Linked DNA regions of Mus musculus: all the other regions are linked to region 1. The links are chromatin contacts, called in public HiChIP or PLAC-seq, Micro-C and promoter capture Hi-C maps. All regions are on one chromosome and are shown on one strand. Each heading gives the region's core, a stretch centred on a gene start, on an enhancer-like site or on the middle of the called end of the contact. The rest is flanking DNA. Distances are from core to core; before and after follow the strand shown.

Region 1 (3,851 bases), core at 671-3,170:
CTTGAAGATATCAGACACAATGATTTTGCCAATCGAAGAAACTTTCAACCAGCATTACACACGAACCCAAGATTCCGAGCCTATGCCTTAATAAAAACTCAATGAACTGGGAAGCGAGTCTTTTAAGAAGTACGCCAAACCATTTTAACAAAAATAAATAAATAAATAAATAAATAAATAAATAAAACAAAAATGTGGTGCAGGCACCACACAGCATACAGAGCACACAATTTGTACTTCTTTTCCTTCTCCTGGAATCCAGCGTTGGTTCACTCTACTTCCCCCAAGCAAACTTTATTAGTGCACCCTGACACTGAACTTTCCTATCAGGCCACCTCTTCATTCCAAGGGGTGTGTGTGTGTGTGTGTGTGTGTGTGTGTGTGTCCGTCCTTCACAGACACGTAACTTCATTTCTATACACAGAAGATATTTACACCTTTTGTATTGAACAAGGTCTTGTCCATCACCACGTGAGAAATGCAGAATAACAAGTTGTATCAGTTACCACATCCACTGAATTCCTATCACATTTTTAACAAGAACCCAACCCCCAGGGACTCAGGTTTGATCAACGCTCTCTATCCCACTGCAGCTGCCCTTTCCATTCTATTTCGGACACCAAGGAAGTCCTGGAAATAGAACTGAACCAAAGACGCATAACGGAAAAGTGAGTTTCTTTCCCACTGTATTCCAAGAGTTCTTTTCCAATAGTGCATCCTGTGCCACAGCACACTAATAAGAGGTGGTTTGTGGACTACACTGTGATGGACTACGCGTACAAAAGCCCTAGCATTTCAGCACAATCCACCTCAGGCAGTTTAGCATGTAACCTGCATAGTAAAGTTTCAGTCCAGTTCAGAATTGAGAAATGGGGACTCTGCAGAAAGTGATGGGGGGGGGGGGGTGGAAGTTGAAGGGTTATAAAAGATGTAACCTTCAAAAGCTGTTACCATTCTCAAGCGCTGAATTGGTTAGTAAGTCGTCCTGAAACTATTAGTAACTAGGAGTGACCAAACTCTAGGTCGCATATCTGCACAGAATGTATTGGAAGAACAGTACATTTCCAGGAAAACAGAGGGGGCAGGGGGAACTCTCCCAAGTCGTTCTCCTCGGGTCCTGCCAGGCCTCGAACTGACAGATGCCGGCGTGACTAACTTAAGTAGCACTAAGGCAAATTAAGGCAGGAGAGGGTTTCTCTCCTCCGAGGCTGCTCGGCTCCGGGCTCCAGCCGCCTGACTTCCGGCCTGGGAAGGAAACGTGCAGCCCAGGGCTGAAAGAAACAGGGAACCGGCCAAAGAGGAAGTAGAGCTGGCTGAGCAGCTCGGCAATGCCCGGTAGCTGCTTCCCGAGCTCGTCCGGGAGCGAGGACCGAACGGGGACGGGGACTGGGACGAGCGGGCTGAGAGAGGCTGCCTCGCCCGTGTGCGCGCTCGCCCTTCCGCCCGCTCGCCCGCCGGCCCGCAGCGGACCGAGCCCCAGCCCGCCTCCCTTCCCAGCCCGCGCGCAAGCCGCGGCCGGCGGCTCGGGCCTTCCCTGGCGGCGGGACGGGGCCCAGCGAGGCTGAGGGGAGGCCGGGGAGGGAGCGACGGCTGTGCAGCTGCCCGGGGAGGCTGACGGGGGAGGCGAGGCGCTTTTTCACCGTTAGCATCGTTATGTTATTTTTTTACCTGTAGCGCAGCAGGGCTCCCCAGCTCCTATTCCCTGAATCCTCCTCCCCTCCTTTCTCTCTCTCTCTCTCTCTGTCAGTCTCTCTGTCTCTCTCCTCTCTTTATCTCGCTCTCTCGCTCTCTCTCTCTCTCTCCCCGTCAGTCTGCCGGGCTCTCGTGGAACACGCCGGGCCTGGCCCGACCAGCAAGAGAATGGGGCGGGAGGTGGCGGCGGTGACCAGCGGCCACGTGACCACGCTCCCTCCGTAACGGCGTCCGCCTCCTGCTGCGCGCCCTCCCGGCGCTCCACCTCTAGTAACCCCGCGCGCCCGGGGACCCGTGCGCAGGCGCGCGCCCGGGCCTGGGACGAGCCAGCGGGTGAGCCGCGGGTGACCCGCGCTCTGGGAGCCTGGTGTCTTGGGGGATAGGTCGGGGTGAAGAGGGAAAAGGGGACGCCCGAGACCAATGGAGCTGCCTGGGCCATGCCGATGCGCATGCGCGCGGGGCCTCCCTACAGTGGGAGCCGGCCTTCTGCCACAACCCGAGGTCCCCCACTTGCCACCAGCTTCCCAGGGTGGGACTGGCATCGAGGAGATAAGTCAGGCCTGGGAACGTCCTAAGAATCTGGCACTCCTGCCTCGGATCGCACAATTTCCTTGTCTCCTGTAAATGGCCTTCCCTTCATCCTTGGTCTACAGCTGTACAGACTGATGACAGATAGGTCGTGCCACCCAATTTTGTAGGGACTCACTACCTCTTTGTGAAGACCTTCTTTGTATGAATCCAGAGAGGTGCTGTTTTTTGTTTTGTTTTTTTAGCAACCCCACACCTGTAAAAACACACAGGTTTTATCTTCTCAGACCTCGAATCTAGACTAATGACTAGTCATTAGATAGTTAATCTAATGAATGACAATTTTGGCAAATGACTAGACCCTGGTTTTACCGCCCTATGCCCCTGCTTAATCCTGACTTAAAGTTGCATTTAACCTCCAGCAATGGGAGGCTGGTATTTTCTTCTTCAATAAGAAAGTGGTAAATAGCTCATCTGAGTTGGAGAGAGAGAAAGAGAGATCTCTTATTAATCTGTCTTTACAAATAGCGCAAAAAAAAAAAAAATCAGTTGTTATGTTCAGATTATGGAAACCAAAACAGAGGTCAGAAAGTTAGCTAGCTTCCAAGGAAGGCATACCACACTTAACACAGTGATTCTCTTTTTTCTAATGCCCTTCTCACTGTAGCAGAAATTGAACAGGTTGAATAGAGTAAGCTATTAAAAGTTCTGGCTAAACTCATGATTACATTAGTCTCATGAACAGAATCCTAAGAAATAGGAAGATGCATCATGCTGTATTTGGATATTGCTCTCCCAGCTAGCAATACAGCAGTCAGCCACATGACTGGTATTCTACAATGTATAGTGGACTTTGTTCTCCGGCACCGAAATATCTCACCGCAGACCCTCATCTCCTTCCTGAAGTACTGACTATGCTGGTGTTACTGGGACTGTAGAGGTCCTTCAGTGTGGTCACCAAATGACAGGAGAAATCTCTATCCCCTCTTGGGACGCTTAGTCTCATAAATAGCATAATTTAAGAAGGGACCGAAGGGCAATTTCATTAGAGATGAAAAGAACATCTCTGAAGACTATAAAGCTCAGCTGCTTCTCAGAGATGGATAAAAGAAGACAGAAAGCAGCCATACCATTTGTGGTGATTAAATAAAAATCGCCCCCGTAGGCTCATGTGTTCGAATGGTTAGTCACCAGAGAGTAGAGTGATAGAAGGATTTGAAGGTGTGGCCTTGTCAAAGGAAGTGAGCTTTTGAAACCTCAAAAGCTCATAGTGGGCCCAGTCTCTCAGCCTACAGATCAGGAGTAGTTTTCAGCTGCTTCTCCAGCACCATGTCTACCTGCATGTCTCCAGGTTCCTCACCATGATGATAATGGACTAAACTGACACTGTAAGCAAGCTGCCAATTATTATTTTCTTTTCAAAGAGTTGACGTGGTCATGGTGCCTCCTAAGACACCATTGAAGCTGGCACAGAGGGTAGCTACACGGCCAACCACCAACTGCATGGTATGGAAGGAGACTTTACAGAAAGAAAGAAAGAAAGAAAGAAAGAAAGAAAGAAAGAAAGAAAGAAAGAAGGGAGGGAGGGAGGGAGGGAGGGAGGGAGGGAGGGAGGGAGGGAGGGAGGGAGG
Region 2 (3,851 bases), core at 377-2,876, 980 kb after region 1:
CACTAGAGATGTTTCATGTAGTATATTGTGAGCAAATTCTCTCTTATTTCTCAAGATTTGTTCTTAGTAGGGGCTAAGTGCTTGGTTAATGATGAAGATGTCTTTGCCTTTAGTTCTTTAGTTCCACTCACAAGTCTAAAAATATAACTTGGTTACTTTTCTCTCTTCAATCTTAACTGGTATGAATTAAGAATTTTTTAAAAAATATCTTTTATGAATTGACTATGGGGTTTAGCAGTACCAAGGGGTTTGAGAGTAGGTGCTAGGTGGGTGAATATGGTCAAAACATTTTATTATGTATTTGTAAAATAGTTAAAAGGTAAGTAAAATACATTCTAAAAAAGTATCTTAGATGTTCTTCTCACCAAGTTTTAGAATAGAAAGATATTATAAACTTTAATTATTTTTATTTACTGGTTGTAAGCTATAGGGTATTTTGCCTGTTCAGCTCCCTTGAGAAACATCTGGCTCTGTCTGGAGACTGTTAAAACTGATAGAACATACTGGTGTCTGACAAGCAGAAACCAGGAATGCTGTTAAGTAAACCCTATCACAAGAAGCATCCATCCCCCCAAGCCGACTGTGATGGGGTTAAGAAACTATTTTAGACTGGAGGAAGATAGAGCCCAAGAGGCTCAGTGACTATGGCTGGAGAATCTTGTGGTCTCACATGTTATAAAGATGATGCTGTGGAGACCGATATCATTTCATGGCACCCAGTTCCATAAAATATTAATAAATGCACATCCTGCTACCATTTGTATGCTCATTACAAACTCCTCTATTGGAATGTTAGTGTATGTGATTTCTGTTTTTCCCCCACACATCACTTTTCAGCCCTTCCTTACCTGCACTCCAAAACACAAATATATACATATATATATATATATATATATATATATATATATGTACACATGCATGCATGCATACACACATATACAAATTTTATCACTGTAAACATAAAACGGAGGGTTTCCACTGCATACGCAAAGGTAAGGACTTTCTTCTGGACACCTATTTCAAACCAGATCATTTCACTACAATTGTTTAAGAGATGTCTGTACAAAGATGCTTCCCTGTGTAGGTCCTGTTGATCTACAACTGGACCTGGATTGAAGTGTTCGCATGTAAGAATTGTGTCTTCATTCCAAGAGGGTTTTAGGGCCAATTGCAGAAATTGTTTATAGAAGGAAGAATGAGACTAGCAGAGGGTGTCTTGGTGAGCAAGCCACACAAATTCACAGGAAACAGTCTTCATCAGTTCTAGTATCTGTGGTTTTCTCGAATTCTTCTCAGATCTTATTCTGGGAAAAAAAAGTTACCAAGTCAATAGTATTAATGGACTTGACTTTTCTCTTTTTTAAAAAACAAAACAAAACAACCCCAGAAAAACCTGAGAGGACCCATTGTCATCACAGGCTGGAAATGGAGAGGAGAGTAGTGCTGAGAAGGAATCTGGTGGGACAGAGGAGGGGTGACAGATGGGCAGCGAAGTGGAAGGAGATGCAGAGGTTTCTGAGACTAAAAAAGCAACTGAAAATAGTGATCTCCTTTAAATATCATTAGTGAAACCACACAGTGATGTCACTTCTGATCACGCTGTGATGTGAGTTGCTGATGTGGAGATAACCAGCTTCCTTTTGCGCATTCACAGGCTGTCTGCAGTGGAAAAGACCTTCAAGTTGACTGTGAGTGGGTGCGACTCATCAAGAAAAATAACCTCACCACCACAACAACACATGATGGGAGAGACCGAAACTTCTTTGGGAGAACATAAGGGGAAAAAAAAAAGAAAAAGTGAAGTCTAAATATTATTAAACACATGAAAGCAGAGTCATTTACTTATTAGGAAGGCGCTCATTCACACACAGGTAGACTTGTGGTCCCTTAGAAGTACGTAAACACAACCCGTCAGTCCACCACAGTCAACATCAGAATTTCTTGGGAAATGCCTCATGAAAGAGTTTTTAAAGAATAATATGACTGTGGATCTGTCAAATAATTTCCCAAAAGCCATGAAAGATGAGTTGCTCTGCTCTGTTATGCATTTCCTTCCCTTGCACGGGCACTCACAGCTTGCCAAATTTAGTCTGAGATCTGAACAGAGAGAAAACATGAACTCTTTCAACTGAAGTTCGGCTTCCTGTTTCTACATGGCCTCTCATACTCTGGGCCATTCTGCAGATCTACCCAGGTGTGTTTCCTGGACACTTGATAAAAATCATTCTCACATCAAAGTTGACCAAAAATGATTGATGATAAGTAGTTAAGGGTTTATAAATGCCAGACTATGGGAGATGATTGTAAAATAAATAGATATAAATAAATAAATAAACAAATAAATGTAAGCCCTCCAGTCTACTTCTATGTTCATTTATTCTTCTGTTTATAGCAGTCTGAGGCTACTCGAGGCTTAAAACAAAATATTGACATACAGATGTCATGTTGGGACATACATGTCCAGGTGACCTATTGTGAGTTGTGGATTACTTCATCCCCTTTCTGTATCTCAGCATCATTTTATCCGAACTGGAGTAGAAGACCTGCTCAAGACCGAAAGTGTCTTCAGACTCTCTTCAGGATTGCTGGGTTGACTGGAGCAGCATCTTATATACCTCAGCCACCCATCTCATAGGCCTCCATATGCATTTGTTAAAGACCACATACTCTGGACCAGCAAGATGGCTCAGTGGGTAACAGAACTTGCTAACAAAGCTGACAGCATGATCTTGATCCCTTCTCCCACCATGTGGTCCACTCTGGTTGTCCACAGTCCTCCATTGTGCATACTGTGGTATGCCTCCACACACAGTAAATAAATGAATAGAGTAAAATGTTTTAAAGAATTAATTTATTCTGTGTCCAACCTTGGAGTTTTTAAAACCTACAAAAATGGAACACAAAAAGCTATGTATTAACCGGTTTTGTTCCAGTCACTCTTCCCTATCTGGGGCCAAGTGTAAAATATTAAAAGGAAAAACAGACTAGTGATTACTGTACAGATTAAATAACAGAGAAGAGTGAGTACAATGGCATAGGCACACATTTGAGATGACAGAAGTTTTTTTGGAGGAAGAAAAGAATTATACTACAAAGATGGTCTTGTCCATACTTGCTGTTTCTACATTTTATTCTTTATGTACTTGGCTAGTTTCTCCCTATTCCAACATTTCTTTTTCTGTTTCCATTTAGTGTGGTCTTAAACCTCTGCCAGAGAAAGTGGCAAGGCATAGACTTCAAATATGCTCTTCAAAGTTACTTAGCATCCCGGGAGCATGGAGGAGTAAGTGCCTGCTGTGCAAGTGTGAAGGCAGGAGTTCGAGTCCCCGGCACCCGTGTAAAAGTCAGGTGTAAAGGCAGTCCTCTGAAATTCCAGTTGCAACAGGGGCCAAGACAGGTGCATCCTTGGGTTTATTGGCCAGCCAGTCTAAAATGGCAAGCAAGCCACAGATTCACCGAGGGACTCTATCAAGAAATAAGATGAATAGAAATAGAAGATGCCAGAGGAGGATCCCATTAATGTGGGTGTGTATACCACCCCTGTATATACCCCTGTCACATAATGTATACCCTGCAAACACCACACACACACACACACACACACACACACACACACACACACACACACAAATAAAAGGTAAGAAAGAGAGAACTTTCAAAACATAACATTTTAAAATGTGATCCATCTTGACCTATTAATGCATCCAGGCACTGCCTAGTTTGTGTTTTCTATTTTGTTATGTTAGAAAATTAAAATTGGGGTTTGGGGGTGGGGGGAAACAGAGAATTATTTTTGAGATCTCAACTCACACTCTTCATCTTGGTCGTTTTTTATGTGTTATTATTTATCT
Region 3 (3,851 bases), core at 435-2,934, 990 kb before region 1:
CATTTGTCCCTTGTCCACGATGGGGGTCGGGGGGACGGGACAAAACGACACAGTGTCCTACCCCACTAATGGAGGCACAGGGAGGCTTCCCCAGCTTGAGGCTGCGATTGCTCGGACCTCATGAAACCTCTACAGAAGGCAGAAGAGTCTGCAAGCTCACTCTAGGTAACACTGCTTAACTGAGGTCAGAGCACAGCACCACACAGCTCGTTGTTTAACCCCTGAGGATGAGTGGCTGGTGACATCTGGTGTCACTTGAACTTCCTCAGAATCCAGCTGGTCAGAAGGTACAAATTAGGAATCCTGGCAGCCACGGGTATGCTGGGTTCAATGGCCCTACCCATGGGTTTGTAGGCCACTCACATTACACCCTGGGCTTCCTTCCTGGAAAAGGCTTATCCTGAGATGACACTCCATAGTAGCCGTTGGGAGACACCTGTTCTGACCTTAACACCACCACCCACTCCCACCCCACCTCCCTGCGCCCCTTCTGAAAACAGCTGTATGAACAGAGGGTCTGTTGCTGGGCAGTTAGGCAGCCACTCATATACAAAGATCTGTGCCAGATTCTTTTTAAAAAATAGTTTTTGTTTGTAAGCCCCTAAACAAACTCACTCACACCACCCACCGCCCACAGGGGGCAGCTGAGAGCCAGCAGCCAACAGGCATCAGGGAGCACGCGCGGGGCTAACCCTGCCCTCTGCGCGATTCTGGCCTCCAAAGACAGTGATGCCAGTAGACCTGGCGCACTCGCCTGACAGTCAGGCTTCTTTAAATACACACTCCCTCCTCCTCGCCCAGACCCCATGCCCATCCTGGTGTGCCCCATGCCTAGAAAAGTGTGTTACAACAAGGCAAGAAAAAAAATCCCCTTTTCAGAGGAGAAAAGCCCCATTTCTGGTGCCTGGGATTTAGCTCTCAGTATTTCCACCGAGTACCCTCCTGCCTGCTCTCAAGAGTCGCACACCTCTTCCCTGGGTCGAGCCCAGGTCTCCGGGTGCACGTGGGCGGTGGCAACTCCCATCTGCTCCGGGCCCAGTACCCACTAAGGCCCCGGGTCCTGACCCACCTGTAGCCTCCAAGCTCCCCTCCGCGTCCTTCTAGCAGACCTCCGCCTGCGAAGCCCAGGACCCCCAGCAGGCGACCTCTCACCCCAACGCTCTCTCGCTTGTTTGTTTTGCTTTTTTTCCCCCTCTTCATCGGGGGAAAAAAAGTTGGCCCAGAATCTGGCGTCCCATCGATCTGTCCCCATCCCCACGCGACCTGCACCAGGGGGCTCGCCTAACAGCTCCGGAGCCCCCGAGGTGCCACGAGGAGCTGTCGCCTGCTCACCCGGATCCCGGGCCAGCAGAGCCAGCGACCCAGGCCTCTGCGCGCCACCTCGCCGGCCCGCCGCACGCCCACCTACCTTAGGGGACCAGCAGCGGTGACCGTGGCGCGGGCGGAGACAGCGTGCTGTGTCCCGGGATGAAAGTTTGTGCCATGCAGAGCAGGGCGGCGCGCGGACGACGCGACCCCGGGGGTGGGGGCAGAGCGCGGGGCGCGGCCGCTCGCTTGTCGTCTGTCCCTCCGGCGCTGGCCGCACAGGTACCTCTCCAGAGCCAGTGGCCGCCGCGCTCCCGCTCGCTGCGCTCTGCGCCCTGCGCGCTCTGATTCCAGCCCCGCCGCCCCCACTCCACCCCGCGCCGCCGCCGCCGCCTCCGCCGCGCGTCCGCCCGCTACACTTCCTCTTCCTCTGAACTCATGTGCAAAATATGCTGTGCTGCATCTTCTTGGGGGAAGCCGAGCGGCCCCTGGCAGCCCCGCACGAGAGACCCGTCCGCCCCGTGCGTCGCCAGCGCCGCGCAACCGGGCTCTCCCTCCCCCTCCCCCTAACCCCACCTCTCTTTCCCAGGCTTGGGTTTTGGGACCTGCTTAGGAGAGCACCAAGGTGGCAGCCAAAATACTGGGAAGGCGACGGCCATCAACGTGCTGATTGATGGCTAGGGCGGGGAGGAGAGCTAGAAAGAGATCCATTCTGGACCCATTCCACAGGTGGGAACGTCCCCAGGCAGCTTCTGCTCCCAGGTTTATCTCTCCGAAAGTAGTGCTTGGGAAGAGAAATAGTACCACTGGCCTCAGCCTCTTTCCCGACTTTATCCAGGTATCCAAAGGTTTGAGATCCTGATGCAATTGGGTCATCTTAGCCTAGCAAAATGGATTCCCCAATGAGAATCCATAAGGCTGTTCCCTAAAACAGGGCTGCTTTACCATAGTGAAAGTGTGAAATCCTGTCTCCTTGAGGCCAGTAAAACAAAACAGAATTACCGTGCAGGGCTTGAGAGCAGGAACCCTAGAGACAAATGGTCAGGATGGATTGCTGCCTTCTGTCCTTACTTCCCAGTGACTGGGGGTGACTTTGGGCCTGTTCATCGGCCAACCAGCACTTCCTTGTGTCTTATTAAATGGAAAATGCTTGGAAGCGTTCTATAATTCTGCGATTATCGTTATTATCATCATTACCATAAGGGGCTGAGATTTAATTGATTACCCTGTTCTGGTTGGGCAAAGAAGGGTCCTTAGGCATTGGAGCTACACGCGGCAGAGGGCTGGCTGATCTAGACCCTGTGTTTTAATGAGGTCCTTCTGGTACTAGAAACATGCGCGAGGGGGGAGGCAGCACTGCCTGTTTACAGGAACTCCTCTTGTGAGAGCTACTCAGGGATTTTCTTCCCTGTGGCCCTCTCCTACTCCCCCCATCACTCTGCCCCTGAATTGTCTTTTTACTCCTCTGCCTATTTACCCACCCCATCCCGGCATTCCGCCCACTTTTCTCCACATTTCCCTATCCCTAGTTCATGTCTGGAAATAATAAGCCAGGACAGGGGTCCAGGGCACCCCAGTGTTGAACATTTATTTATGAAGTCAAAGGGAGGGAGGGTGCCTTTCCGCTAAAGATCCTGCTGAGACCTGGAAATCAGGACTCTTACACCAGTGTTCAGGACCGTTGATGGTCACTACAGAGAGAAAACAGCACCTAACAGAACCTAACAGTGCCAGCCAGTGGTCAACAAGAAATCGCAGGGCATCAAAGAAGAGAGGGACAAGGAGGAGGACAGGGAGAGGCAGAGGCAGAGGGAGAGAGACAAACATGGAGAGACACAGAGAGGAGACAGATTATTTTTAAGCAAGTTCTTTCCACTTATGAATTTTGTGTTTGTAGTTTTATTTTAGGGTGCGTTGGGGGGGTTGGGTTTTTTTTTTGTTTGTTTTGTAAACACCAGTTCCTCGAGGGAACCTTATGCTGACATTTTCCATCTTCTGTCCCTCACTACTGTCCTTAGTACCAACACTGTGTATTTAAATGTCTTTGATGAATTTTTTTCCCTACCTGCTTTTCCATGTTTAAGTTTTGTTTGGCTTTCCCTCTGGAACTCTTGACCTGTCTTTCTATACACCACCACGCTTCCTCTCTGGAACATGGCATTTGATAGACATGCACGCAACGAATTATTATTGTATGTGTGGACTCTACCTTAACAATTACCCTGAATCTTCTCAGTCTCTTTTTTGCTTGTGATACTCGATAAGTAGCCAAGCCTTGGGGTCACCTATGTTGTATAGGAAGAAGCCTGGACTGCTGTGGGCCGGCTGGTTAGGGGACAAACCCTGGGCAGCTGGGCCTTACCTCTAACTGACCTCATCTACCCAGCCTCAACCCCAGAGATGCTGGAACTGGATCCTGGTGGGTTACCTTGGCAACCTCACAGTGTTGTCTGTTAGAATGTCCTAGGGCGGCAGCTTTTAATTCTATCACAGCGGTCTCTTCGGGGGGGTTGTGTAATAGTGCTGTTTCTCTTCTGCTCACACTT
Region 4 (3,851 bases), core at 384-2,883, 890 kb before region 1:
TTGACCTGAACTTCTAAAGGGCTCCATATGGCCCCCTGCTGTCCCCAATAATTGTAAATTTCCACACACCTAAATGCCCACTACTGACCCTGGTGGGAAAGTATCTTACTCATCAATGGACTATAATAGCATACTGAAAACAAACTGTATTAAATTTAAGACATATTTAATTATACCTCTGAATTAGCTATGAGAAATATTAGAATACCAGCAATGAGCCAGCACACAAAAATTTGCCTATTTTGTACAGTACCATACTTCATTGTATTGGAAAATCCACATATCAAATATAGCTAGAAGCTGAGAATAGTTATTAAAGATTTCAGGATTCACATTTTTGAAATGTAATTAAATCACTATGCTAAGCAAATTCCCATGTATGCTACAAATACTGGCCAATAGATAAAAATCTGCAGTTATCAAATGTTTAACCCTAATGTAGTGAGAAAACGGTCCAATATTGTGCGATTTAAATTATTGTGATAGACAAGTACCTATTTCACATTATAAATGCTTAATTTGAATTCCAACTTAAGTTAACATCGGTCATAAGTAGTATAAATTTCTTCCTTTACCTCTAAAATGGAAAAAAATTTTAAACGAACATGCAACATCTAACGGATTTGTGATTAAATGGCTATCAACGTTTGTTTTCAGTAGCCCAAGCTAGCCTGGCAACGCCTCAGTCAGTCTGCTGGCGGCGGCAGCGGCGATTACAGCAGAGCTGTCCGGTCCCGCTTTCCCCGACCCCCGCCCGGCTCAGGCCTCTGGCTCCTCCCCCAGCCCACGCAAGCCAAGCTCCCGCAAAGCCGCCTCCACCCCACCCACAGTCACCAGGCGACAGGGCCCGCCCTCAGCCTCCCGATAACCACGCCCTCCGGGTCCTTTCCACGCCGCGGCCAAGCCGCCAGGCCGCAGGACCCGGCGCGGCCAGCCTAGGCGCCACCTGGCGGAGGCGCCCGCGCTGCGGCGCTCCGACCCGGAAGCCCGGGCGCTCGTGCGGAGGAGCTGGGCCGCGGGGTGGGGGCTGGGCCGCGGCAGGCCTCGCCTAAGGCCTGCTCCTACGGGCACCGCGGCCCAAAGGCGGGAAAGAGCCGTCACGTGACGCCCAGGCCGTGCACGTGGCCCACCCCGGGGCTGCCCGAGGTCCCCAGGGCTGCCCGCCATCTCCCCGCAACCCCTCAGTGCTGGTGTAGGCCGCAAAGGCAGCAAGGCCGCCACTCTTGTCCTCCAGGCCTCACCCTGGGGGCTGTCCGGTGGGGGAGGAACCCAGAACCGGAAATATGAAAGGACCCTCTTTATGCCCTCTCCCCACTTCTCTGTGCTACACCAGAAAAGGCCGATTTTTAAACCTCCGCGTAAGGAATCGCGGCCTCCGGCTGGTCTTGCACTGCCACCCCGGGGCCTGCCCTCGACTCACCATGATGGCGGCCAGAGTTCGGGTGGTAAAACCTCGAAGGTGGAGCAGAAGCCACGCGACGGGGCAGCTACGTGAGGTGGCTGCCTAGCCGGCCAACGGGCAAAAAAAAGCCGAGGCGGTGGTGGAAAGAGAGCCCACGGCCACGGAGACAGCGGAGTCCCGAAGCGAGCGTGCTGAGGGTCGCCGAGTCACTGAGGCGTGGGCTGCGCGCCCCGGGGGGATGACTGTGCGTGGCTGGCCTCGTGACGTGCTACAGCCAATAGGCGGCAGCGCTAGGGCCTCGCAAGGGGGGCCAGGGGACCCACGTCGCCCACGGAGTGCGTGAGGGGTGCGCATGGAGCATGCGCGACATCTACGTAAGGGTCTCGGCTGCCGAGCAGGCCCGAGCCTCACTGACAGACAGATGGACCGACTCCTGCCACTCCCTAGCCCCCCCAGGACCGTGTCCGAAGCCCCTGTGAAATAAGTCCTGGGCAGGACGGTGCTCAGAGTTCTGTCAGGAAAGCATTTATTCAAGTCATTACCTCAAAAATGGCACCTCGAAGGCATGGCGTTATCCCGTCAGCAAAGCTTGGCGGCCGAATTTAAAATTTACAAAATGCCCGCAGAAATAGAAATTAATAACGGGCGGCACGACTAGAGAGCAGGCCTTGCCTGGCCGGGCCCCTTCACCCTCTTTTTCAGCCACATTGAGAAGGTTGAGTCCGGGTGCATGTGGAAGGCGCACCTCATGCCTCACGGGCCGGCCCGTCAGCCATCAGGACTTAGTTTTTTTCTTCCGTTTTTTTTCTCCCCCCCCCCCGCCCCTTCAAATAAATGCCCGAATTATCCGGTACAAAGGACACAGCAGTGACCAGACCACACGAGAGAATATCCCTCCCTTCGTGGAATTTAGGTTGCAGTGTGAGCGTTTCTCTTGTAGGCTTTACAGAAACAAGCTAGGCCAGCTGAGAGAATTCTAGAACATTCTCAAGGCCAGAGAAACGGGGCCTACCTACCTACAGCAGAGCCGAGCTGTAGGGTGCTTGGTGGAGATAACCTTACGGCAGAACCACCTAGTACTTATACCGTCCTGACTACCTTTTGTACAGATGATAAGTATTACAGCTTTTTTTTTTTTTAAAGCTGGCAAAACAGCTTAAGATTGCCACTAACCATGCAGCAATGATGGAGAAAATAGTATTAAAATAATAAATAAAAATAAAACAAATAAGGGTAGATTGCACCTATTTGAAAGGGGGGAAATTCCAAAATTCTGAAACTAAAATTAAGCTCGAAACTACAGCGGTGAAGATCCGATTCTCCACTGGCCTTCGGTAGGTGGCTACATGGTGGTGTGAACAGTCTAACAAAGGGCCTGGACTGTCCTCATTTTAGTGTAGAGAAGAAAAAAACCCACTACAGACAGCTGGAATGGTTGGTTAATGAGCAGCGGAGAGATGGCTCTAAACTCTGTAGCTCCAGGCCTTCCTGCGTTGGCTGGATGGGGAAAGCTGAAGCGGTGCAGCCCGATTTGGAGCTGAGCACCTTGCAGCACACCGGTGTTCTGGCAAGGCATCATCCTGAGGAAAAGCACGGACGTGAGGGGACGGGGAGCACCGTGCAGACTAGAGCAAACCCAAAACCATCTAACTCTCATTGGTGTTTGACCTTCCATTCCTGCGCTCTCCAAGTTTGGCGTTTATAGTTATGACATGTTTGTTACTGGAATCTCGAAAGGAAGAGCCAGGTTTTCCCAGTTCACTATCCCCTTCCCTGCAAAAGATTCTTAGGCAAGGCGTTTAAACGCTTGAAAAACGAAACAAAGGCCAATCTGCAGAGACAATAGGGGTCCTCTCAGAAAAGGACTTTTCAAAGAAAATCCTCCTGGAAGTGGGGTCTAGAGACAGCAGTCTCCTAATCCCAGCTGCTTAGGAGGAGAGGCTGAGGCAAAGGAAACTAAAAGTTCAAGGCTGCCCTGACAGTTTAATGACACTGTCTCAACATAAAAAGAAGAGAGGACTGTGCAGAGGGTGCCACACAGGGCAGAGCGCCTGCCTAGCATGTGTGGGAAGGATGTCCTGGCTTTAATTCCCCGCACACTCTCTCTGTCTCTGTCTCTCTGTCTCTTTGTCTCTCTGTCTCTCTGTCTATCTGTCTCTCTCTCTCTCTCTAACACACACACACACACATTCCAAAAGATTATAAAGCATTTACGGTGAATAGGAATGGCCTGTTTGGATTGTATGAACATTTTATTTTTCTGACTCTTGTCTTTGGTCTTTCAAGACAGGCTTGCTCTGTGTAGTCCTGGAATTCTCTCTGTAGACCAGGCTGGCCTCGAACTTACAGAGACCCACTTGCCTCTGCCTGAGGGCCCAGCACTCTCCGCTCTTTTACTGCTTTAATCGGGGCTGGAGAGATGGCTCAGCAGTTAAGAGCACTGACTGCT
Region 5 (3,851 bases), core at 868-3,367, 720 kb after region 1:
TTACAATACTCCTTATTTTTTTTATCTGAGGTTTAAATTATTAATGAGTGTGTATATGAATTATACCTATTTATAAGCCAACTGGCTTCATCCCTTTACATAGAAGATTTTCAGGTTAGTTTCACTACAAATCAGACTTCAAGGTTTCCTTGGCACTGTAGCTATGGCCTCCGGTTGTGACCACTAGTCATTGATAGCTCCATGAAAACATACACACACACACACACACACACACACACACACACACACACACACAAAGTCTTATACACACACGCCCAAACATACACATTCACACACAGACACTCACATACTCATTTATACACACATTGACACACAACACTCACATACAAATTTACACACACACACACACACACACACACACACTCAAACATACACATTCACACACATATACTCACACACTCACTTATTCACACACACTGGCATACATATACTCACATATAAATTCACACAGATATACATTTTGCCTATAAGTGCAGCATAGTCTCTAGAGTATCATGTTTTTCATAGTTAGTGATTTATATATTGCATACATACCAGAGTATATGCATACTCGTGGAAGTCAGAGGACAACTTATGGAATCAGTTTTCCTTTTCACCACATAGATTTCCTGTATGAAACTGTCGTTTTTAAAGGCTCTTCTAAGTCCTTTATCTCTTTGCTGTGTGTCTAAACTGTGTTTTTATTCTCTGGACCTGCAGGAACCCCAGTGTGAATGGCCACTAACACTCTGCTTCACTTCTTTGGTCCCCATATGTGATATATTCAGAAAGATTGTGTTCTCTTCCCCTGAAGATCTTAAAAAGACAGTCAAGAAACTTGCTTATTCTGGTCAGAATTTTCCTGGTTCAAAGCCATGATTTCTGTGTCTTTATTAAGAAAGAATGCCCAGCAATAGATCACCAATACTCGAGGAACACAGTGGTATTTTTGTCTCATTTTGCTTTACTTGGACTTTTTTTTTTGTCTTATCAGTCTTTTGTTTGCTTATTTTAATTTCTATTTTGTGAGGATTTTTTTTGTACATGTGAATTTCTTTTGGTTTTGTTTGCTTATTTTAAAAGGAGAAAGAGATAAGGAATGCAAAGTTGGGAGGGGAGAAATTGAGGGAGGGGGAAACACCATCAAAATATATCATATGAAAAATGTTTTAATTAAAAAAAGTTTTCAGCTGTGGTGGTGCAGGGTGGTAGGATTTGCTGAATGCAATAGGATCAGGAGTTCAAGGCCAGCCTGGAATATGTGATTTTTTAGCCAGGTGGTGATGGTATGCCTTATTAATCCCAGCACTCAGCAGGCAGAGGTAGGTGGATCTCTGTGAGTTTGAGGCCAGCCTGATCTACACAGTGAGTTCCAGGACAGTCAGGGGTAAATAGTGAGACCCTGTCTCAAAGTTCTCACCCTCCAAAAAATATTAGAAAGAAAGAGAGAAAGAAAGAAAGAAAGAAAGAAAGAAAGAGAGAGAGAGAGAGAAAGAGAGAGAAAGAGAGAAAGAGAGAAAGAAAGAAAGAAAGAAAGAAAGAGAAGAGAGAGAGAAAGAAAGGAAGAAAGGAACAAAGAAAGAAGGAAAGAAAGAAAAGAAGGAAAAGAAAACCTTGCTTTGACCCAAGAATCAAGTGACTTTCACAAAATAGTTTGGAGATTGGGACAGAAATGAGATGACCTGGGACATGTTCAGGTCTCTTCCAGAGGGACAGAACTAGCTTGAGCTCATCTTTTGAAAACCAAATAGGCATTCCTATTTTCAAGTAATTGTGAAGATGCCTGGAGTAAGACTCTAGTTCTAGAAAATTCGTTATAGTTACACTAAACTGTGGCTCATGAACCATGAGCAGGTTTCACAGGAGCCTTGCAGAACAACTTTTCTTTTCAGAGGCTACATGCCTTGTGAGGCTCAGATGGTGGTATGCTGGGAATTCCAAGATGATGTCATGGGTACCCAAAACACGTAGTGAGGCAGGCATGATGCCATCTGTGCTTTCTGGGTGTCATTTCTGACAAGGAATCTGAGCTTTCTGGAAGGAAGGATGCACATCAGGGTACACAGAGACTCATGCTATAGTGACTTCCGCTCTGTAGCACATGCACAGCTTCCTGTTTTGGTCTGATAGTTTTCCCCTGGGCTTTCAGAGACGCAAAATTACCCACACAGAGATAGGTTGCCCATGAAGAGAGCATATGTCTTATTTTTGGAAGCTTTCTTTAACAGTATCTTTGTTATTTTGTTTTATAAACCCTGTTTCCTCTTGTATTTTATATCATATCTTGACAGTAATTTCACCCAACCTTGAGGACTCCTCTTTCTCCCTCTTAAGGCTTTTATTTCTTGGCATTTTTCCCCCCATCATCTGTAGGAAATGTTCTTGTTACTGTTTTATTTATTTATAATATTAATGGCCTTATTCAGGTCTTACCATACATGTTTTTATTTCATTGGGTCAACCATTTGAAACTACTTGAGAATGTCTCAAGTGAGGTAACCAAAGATGCCTTCAACATACTCTCTGCTTCCAAGTTGTGTAGAGTTCGGGTGGGAAACTATGTGTGTAAAAACAGTAGTAAAAATAAAAGATGATTTCTCCTACGGGGGGAAGGAAGGAGGGTCACACAGATTTGCCATGTGCTTCGTGGCCACTGTGTTCATTGGTGAAGGGCCTGTGTAAACATTTTGTTCAGGCTTTCCCCATTGGATTTGATTGTTTAATTATAGACATTTTTTCATATAGCCTCTGTGTGTGTGTGTGTGTGTGTGTGTGTGTGTGTGTGTGTGTGTGTGTGAGTGTGCATGTGGAGGTCAGAGGACAACCTCAGTGATGGTTCTGCTCTTTGACTGGCTGGCCTGTGAACATCTAGAATTCCTCCAGTCTCTGATTCCTGTTTCCTGATGGATGAACAGGCACACAACTGAGTCTTCCTCTTAGGTAGGCTTTAGAGGTCTGAACTCAGTTCCTCATGCTGGCCTGCCTTCTCTTTTACCCACTAAGTCACCTCCTCATACTCTGCCTTTTGTTTTCTCTTCTTTTTCCTTTGTTGACACAGGGTCTTACTATGTAACTCTCACTGGATAGAGCAGGCTGACGTCAAAGTCACAGATACCTGCCTGCCCCTGATGCCTGAGTGCTAAGGTTAAAAATGTGTACCACCGTACCTGGTTTCTTTTTGTTTGTTTTGTGTTTTTGATATCTAATGCTTTCTGAGCCTTGTTGTAAAGTTACTGAGATACACTCCTGTGTTTTCTCCAATGTCTACGTTTACATATATCAAAAAAAAATACAAATTAAAACCAATGTGTTATTAATATATACTTGCTAGAATGATAGAGTTATAACATATTGTGAGTGAAAATATGAAATGAGAAAGCATGATGAGATTTATTCTGGTATGCATGCGCCTCACCCAAGTCTTTGGTATTTATACTTTTAGATCTTATCCAGAAGGAATGAAAACATCTATTAAGAAAACTTGTACATGTCTATAGCATCCTCGTCATGGGCTGGGATGCCCATGAATAGAAAGTGGACACACATTCGGTTACCTGTATAGTGGAATCTAACCTGCGCTGGAGAACTACCCTCAAAGTACAGGGTTAAAAAGACTTTCCACAAGGGAGTCTTCTACATGTTTTCTTTTGTACCAGCTTCTAGAGTTGACAGAAACTTACCCACGATGAAGCAAACTGCAGGCATCTGCAGTGGTCTTCACATTCAGCTGGTGGCCCCCACTCATATGCTGTCATCTCAATTCCCTGTGACAACACTTGATGGAGACCAGCCACTAGAGAATAGTCAAGAGGACAGAGATCTCCTCTTTGAGGTCAGTGCCCTTTATTTCA
Region 6 (3,851 bases), core at 614-3,113, 630 kb after region 1:
CCATCTGCTCAGATAGGCTCCTCACTTCCTTGTGGGTCCTCAGTGGAGCAGATTATTAAGGTCAATAAGCATCCTAATGATTCAGCTGAAGTAATTTAAAAAAAAAAATTTACCTCGACATTCCACATGAGCAAAATGTGTGTTAACTAAACCAAACTGAATTAAGCCAATTTTTAAAGCCACAGCCTATAAGGAACCAACATAAAACACAGGCTGTAGCTCTCTGAATAAAATGTTCCCTGCTTTGTCTGAGAGGCAAACAGGAGGACCAGCAACTTCCCAGCCCCACAAATGCATCCTTTACCTTTGGCTTGGGCAGCAGAGCTGTGTGAATAGCCTAGAGACAGCAACGCCATCTCTATCAGCTGGTTGAAAAGCATATCCTTTCTCACCAATACAAATTCCGCGTGCTCCTCCTTGCAATCATACTCAATGGCGTTTTCATAATGTTCCACCACGCAGAAAACTGGTAACATGGTTCCTATCAAAGAGACAGAGGAAAATATAGAAAACCAACAATCTTCAGAAACAGTCTGGAGGGAGGAAGACCTAAGCTATGAAACTAAATCTTCACCACAGTGAGAGGAGCCACAGAGCTTCCCAGGCAGTCTGGGGGGAGACACAGGCACACAGACAAACATGCAGTCATTTACTGTTTAAAAGTTGCACAGGAAAGACTTTAACTTCCTTTACGGTGTACCTGCTCATAAGGTAACGTGGCCTCGCCATTCATTTTAATAGTGCATCTTCCAAAATCAGTGAACGCAGAATTACTTTTCTGATCGAACAGTAATGCTGACGAGAGACAGATAAGTGTCTGGTCTGATTTGCTTTAACTGCTACGCAAACAGAACCCACTGCAGTTGTCTTCGAAGAGCCCACCTTCTTCCTGCATACACACTTCTGTTAATAACAAGCTTTACCTGCTTGCGCCCAAATTATCTGACTAGACAATGATTTTTCTGCCTGGTTTTCAGCATTTCCTCTAACTGGTTCCACAAAAGAAACACAAAACGTAACCACATCGGTGCTCATAGGCACTGTTTGAATGTACAGAACAAACAAAACAGAATACTTCTATCTATGACTACCCATTTCATCTATCCAGGAAAAAGCCATTGACAGCAGCCATAAGTCTTTAACGTTAACAATTTCTGCTGCAGTTAAATATGGTAAAAATGACAGAGTGTGAAAGGAAAGCTGGCCTTCCTGCGATCCAGGAGAGGCAGGCTCTGCGTGGGGTCTGCTGCTTCTCTGTTGGCACCCAGTCCAAGAGCTCAGTGACACAGGCCACAGGACTGTTGGGAAGGAGATTTGGCCCAGAAGCCGGAGTCCACCTGCAGTGGCACTCAAGGTATTAATGCAGTACGCTGTCAGACTTCCAACAGTTCCAGAAAAGGGTTAAAAACAGATGCATCTGAGCAGTACTGTGGCACACTGCCAGGAGAGTATCATCTTTAGCATAAATGATGACAAGGGTTACTTTAACAGGGCACCCAGGATCCCCAATTAGTTCCACAGTATCCCTGCCTGCGTCGGCTCTATACTCTGGACTTGTACTGGACTGGCAGAACCCTAACTTCTGAGGGTGTCAGCTGCCCATCCCCTGCTCTGAGGATCGGCATGACATTTCCCTACTGCCTGAGAGGCCCTTTACAAATCCTCTATTTGCTGGTTTCTGCTGAACAAAAGCCGGCCATAAAACAGCTCCATCTTTCCACATGTGTGTCTTCACCTAAGCTCTGCGAAACCATTCACAGGAGACTCCAGCTCTGACAATTAAACCAACCCCTTTAGGTTTACTTAGAAAAGCTCACAAACTCGTTGGGAAGTACCAGCAGGCTAGGCATGAAACACAAGCCGCAGAGCTTGCCAATATTCTTGTCATTCATTCAGCTGTTTTATACCAGAGAGAGAACCCGTCAGGGATCAGAAGAGAACTTGGGGAGACCGCAGCAAAAATAGCAATATGCAAACTGGTGATTTCTTCCTTGGCTTGAAGGTATTTTGGCAAAATCTCTTAAACAAATAAAAACACCCAACCCCTTTTTCTTAGTGCTTTCTCAGCTTAGCCACAATTTTTATCTAGCACCTGTCAAACAGAAACCAAGCACATGAAAAATAAGATTAAAAAAAATAATAAAAAAACAAAACCTCCCAAAAGACTTCTGATTTTTTTTTTTTTTTGCTGTTTGTTTTGAGCGCAGACCCTCCTAGAATTAAAATGTATTTCTTAGATATGTAATTTTGAATGCAATGCATTTCTTAAAGCATTTGAGGAGTGAGATGACCACACTCTAGCTCTTAGCTCCTTCTCCTCACTACTGATGTCTGAGGAGTTGGGGTTTGCAAGCCAAAATCACGTATACTGCATTTTCCTCTCATGGAATCAGAGGTGTCAAATAGCTTTTCAGACCTCTGCTCTATGAAATAAGTGAAACCTTTTCAAACCACTGAAACAGCCTGGATTGACTCTGTGTTTAATTGATCGAATTTAAAGGTGCCTTATAGATAATAAAGGTGGCTGCGATACGGTAGCAACAGGATCATCTAATTACAAATCCGGTGCTAGATCGTCTTGAGAACTGTCACGGTTGCCCTCCTGTTACTAGGAGTAATGTTAAACAGGAGCCTTCGCTGGACTGCCTGATTATTCAAGCTGGTGTTTGGCCAGACTTCCAACTACTGCAACTTCATAGCCTTCCTGCATTAGACAGGGAGCACTGGTCACTGCTGCAAGCTAAAAATACCACATGATTTAAACCTGAAGGCAGTCTTAGAGGCTTTTGCTGGAGGTTCATGAGCCTGTGTAAACAGCACGGCAGCCATAAGGAGCAGGGAAGTCTGTAGAATCCTTGTCTAAAACTGTCCTGGCATTAAAGTTTGCTGTGCAAATATCACATAATACCAGAGACAGCTGAAATCTCCTATTTAGGAATTTATGGAACTTGTGTGTTTGCAGGCGTCAGAAAGTCTTTTTTTATAGAGCCTCAGCACTACACAGTACAATATTAATGCACTCTGTTTGAAAAGCCATAATAAATTATATTTTTAATGCTCTTACCCTGGCTTAAAGATGCATACATTCTTGGCAAACAATCAATAAATAGGGTAATCATGAGTAGAGGCCAAAGAATTTGCTGAAGGGCTGTTTTTCCATTTTTAATAGATAAAGATCTAACAATACGGAGTGCTGTGTCTGTTTATTTCAGGATCAATATATTCTTTGTTTTCGCCAAACCAAGGAAAAAAATAAATGATTGTATGATAAATATGATAAATGTTATGCATCAAACACAATGAAATTCCTCGGCCTCCTAACTTTCTCTGCTTAGTATTCGTGCTGAGTAAAAGATGGCATTATTATTCTTTGCTTAGCAAATGCAGAAAAAATCTGAGTCCTACATGTTATTCAATGACAAAATAAAGACCCCTGTGAGGCATACAGGGTATTCCACACAGGACCTGACTTGTAGGGACAGCAATGTCTAACACAGGCAAAGTTGTAAAAACTTCATCCATTTAATATTGGTAGAAAAATCACTTGTTTGTATTTTTCCCCTTTACAAACTTGCCTAAATCTTCCTTTCCCTTTACCAAAAATACTCAAAATTAAAAACCAGAATCAGCAAATTGTTTTTAAAAAACAAACTGTTAAATAATAACTTTGCTCTTCAGAAAAATAAAAAGCACAGTAAATTACATCAGAAATCTTTGTTCTCATGTCAGGTCCATGTCCTGAAAATCCCCTTACAGTTAGTAATCTCAGGAAAAACCTATGGTGATTCTCAGACAAGCTCAGTCTCTTACCCAGGATCAGCTCAAACAGCAGCTACCTGCACACCCATAAC

The links. Promoter capture Hi-C pulls out the DNA fragments that hold promoters and counts their contacts. Hi-C and Micro-C count contacts between places; a contact is called where the count stands out from the background. HiChIP or PLAC-seq counts read pairs in DNA pulled down with a chosen protein or histone mark.
Region 2: a contact with region 1 is called in an H3K27ac HiChIP or PLAC-seq map of double positive thymocytes, with 5 times the contacts expected there. The contact joins the enhancer-like site here to the promoter of Tbc1d5 in region 1. A contact is called at or near these places in 2 of 39 promoter capture datasets (frontonasal cranial neural crest and stem cell-derived epiblast-like cells), 1 of 484 Hi-C or Micro-C datasets (B cells) and 5 of 115 datasets of contacts at active chromatin or transcription factors (T-cell acute lymphoblastic leukemia, double positive thymocytes, embryonic stem cells and 2 more).
Region 3: a contact with region 1 is called in a Micro-C map of embryonic stem cells, with 3 times the contacts expected there. The contact joins the promoter of Rftn1 here to the promoter of Tbc1d5 in region 1. A contact is called at or near these places in 2 of 39 promoter capture datasets (liver and pre-B cells) and 2 of 484 Hi-C or Micro-C datasets (B cells and embryonic stem cells).
Region 4: a contact with region 1 is called in a Micro-C map of embryonic stem cells, with 5 times the contacts expected there. The contact joins the promoter of Dazl here to the promoter of Tbc1d5 in region 1. A contact is called at or near these places in 5 of 39 promoter capture datasets (liver, neutrophils, pre-B cells and 1 more), 3 of 484 Hi-C or Micro-C datasets (adipose-derived mesenchymal stem cells, embryonic stem cells and muscle stem cells) and 3 of 9 other capture datasets (adipose tissue, liver and pancreatic islet).
Region 5: a promoter capture Hi-C map of pre-B cells shows a contact between it and region 1, with 2.5 times the contacts expected there. The contact joins the enhancer-like site here to the promoter of Tbc1d5 in region 1. A contact is called at or near these places in 3 of 39 promoter capture datasets (the C10 cell line and pre-B cells), 2 of 115 datasets of contacts at active chromatin or transcription factors (large pre-B cells and memory CD8 T cells) and 1 of 9 other capture datasets (liver).
Region 6: an H3K4me3 HiChIP or PLAC-seq map of forebrain shows a contact between it and region 1, with 3 times the contacts expected there. The contact joins the enhancer-like site here to the promoter of Tbc1d5 in region 1. A contact is called at or near these places in 7 of 39 promoter capture datasets (the HPC-7 cell line, cranial neural crest, embryonic stem cells and 3 more), 4 of 484 Hi-C or Micro-C datasets (LSK cells, embryonic stem cells, muscle stem cells and 1 more), 18 of 115 datasets of contacts at active chromatin or transcription factors (SST interneurons, VIP interneurons, astrocytes and 14 more) and 2 of 9 other capture datasets (embryonic stem cells and macrophages).

What each region holds. Positions count from the first base shown.
Region 1 is chr17:51,177,432-51,181,282 of GRCm38.p6, forward strand. It overlaps Tbc1d5 (TBC1 domain family, member 5), which reads right to left and starts at 1,921. Exons shown (of 22, transcript NM_028162.4): 1 at 1,669-1,921.
Region 2 is chr17:52,161,140-52,164,990 of GRCm38.p6, forward strand. It overlaps Gm19585 (predicted gene, 19585), which reads left to right. Exons shown (of 4, transcript NR_155494.1): 4 at 1,655-2,347. Among named protein-coding and RNA genes, the nearest start is that of Gm19585, 14 kb to the left of the region's middle. Within about 2 kb of position 1,627, at least 81 of the 459 cell types and tissues checked have an H3K27ac peak or open chromatin away from gene starts, as enhancers often do. A contact at or near this core is called in B cells, T-cell acute lymphoblastic leukemia, double positive thymocytes and 1 more, where this site is marked.
Region 3 is chr17:50,188,813-50,192,663 of GRCm38.p6, forward strand. It overlaps Rftn1 (raftlin lipid raft linker 1), which reads right to left and starts at 1,685. Exons shown (of 10, transcript NM_181397.2): 1 at 1,409-1,685.
Region 4 is chr17:50,291,987-50,295,837 of GRCm38.p6, forward strand. Dazl (deleted in azoospermia-like) reads right to left here and starts at 1,634. Exons shown (of 11, transcript NM_010021.5): 1 at 1,421-1,634. The coding sequence starts at 1,423.
Region 5 is chr17:51,902,049-51,905,899 of GRCm38.p6, forward strand. Gm20098 (predicted gene, 20098) reads left to right here. Exons shown (of 3, transcript NR_045095.1): 2 at 3,443-3,832. Among named protein-coding and RNA genes, the nearest start is that of Gm20098, 21 kb to the left of the region's middle. Within about 2 kb of position 2,118, at least 50 of the 459 cell types and tissues checked have an H3K27ac peak or open chromatin away from gene starts, as enhancers often do. A contact at or near this core is called in memory CD8 T cells and pre-B cells, where this site is marked.
Region 6 is chr17:51,804,893-51,808,743 of GRCm38.p6, forward strand. It overlaps Satb1 (special AT-rich sequence binding protein 1), which reads right to left. Exons shown (of 11, transcript NM_009122.2): 3 at 305-481. Among named protein-coding and RNA genes, the nearest start is that of Satb1, 26 kb to the right of the region's middle. Within about 2 kb of position 1,864, at least 37 of the 459 cell types and tissues checked have an H3K27ac peak or open chromatin away from gene starts, as enhancers often do. A contact at or near this core is called in forebrain and memory CD8 T cells, where this site is marked.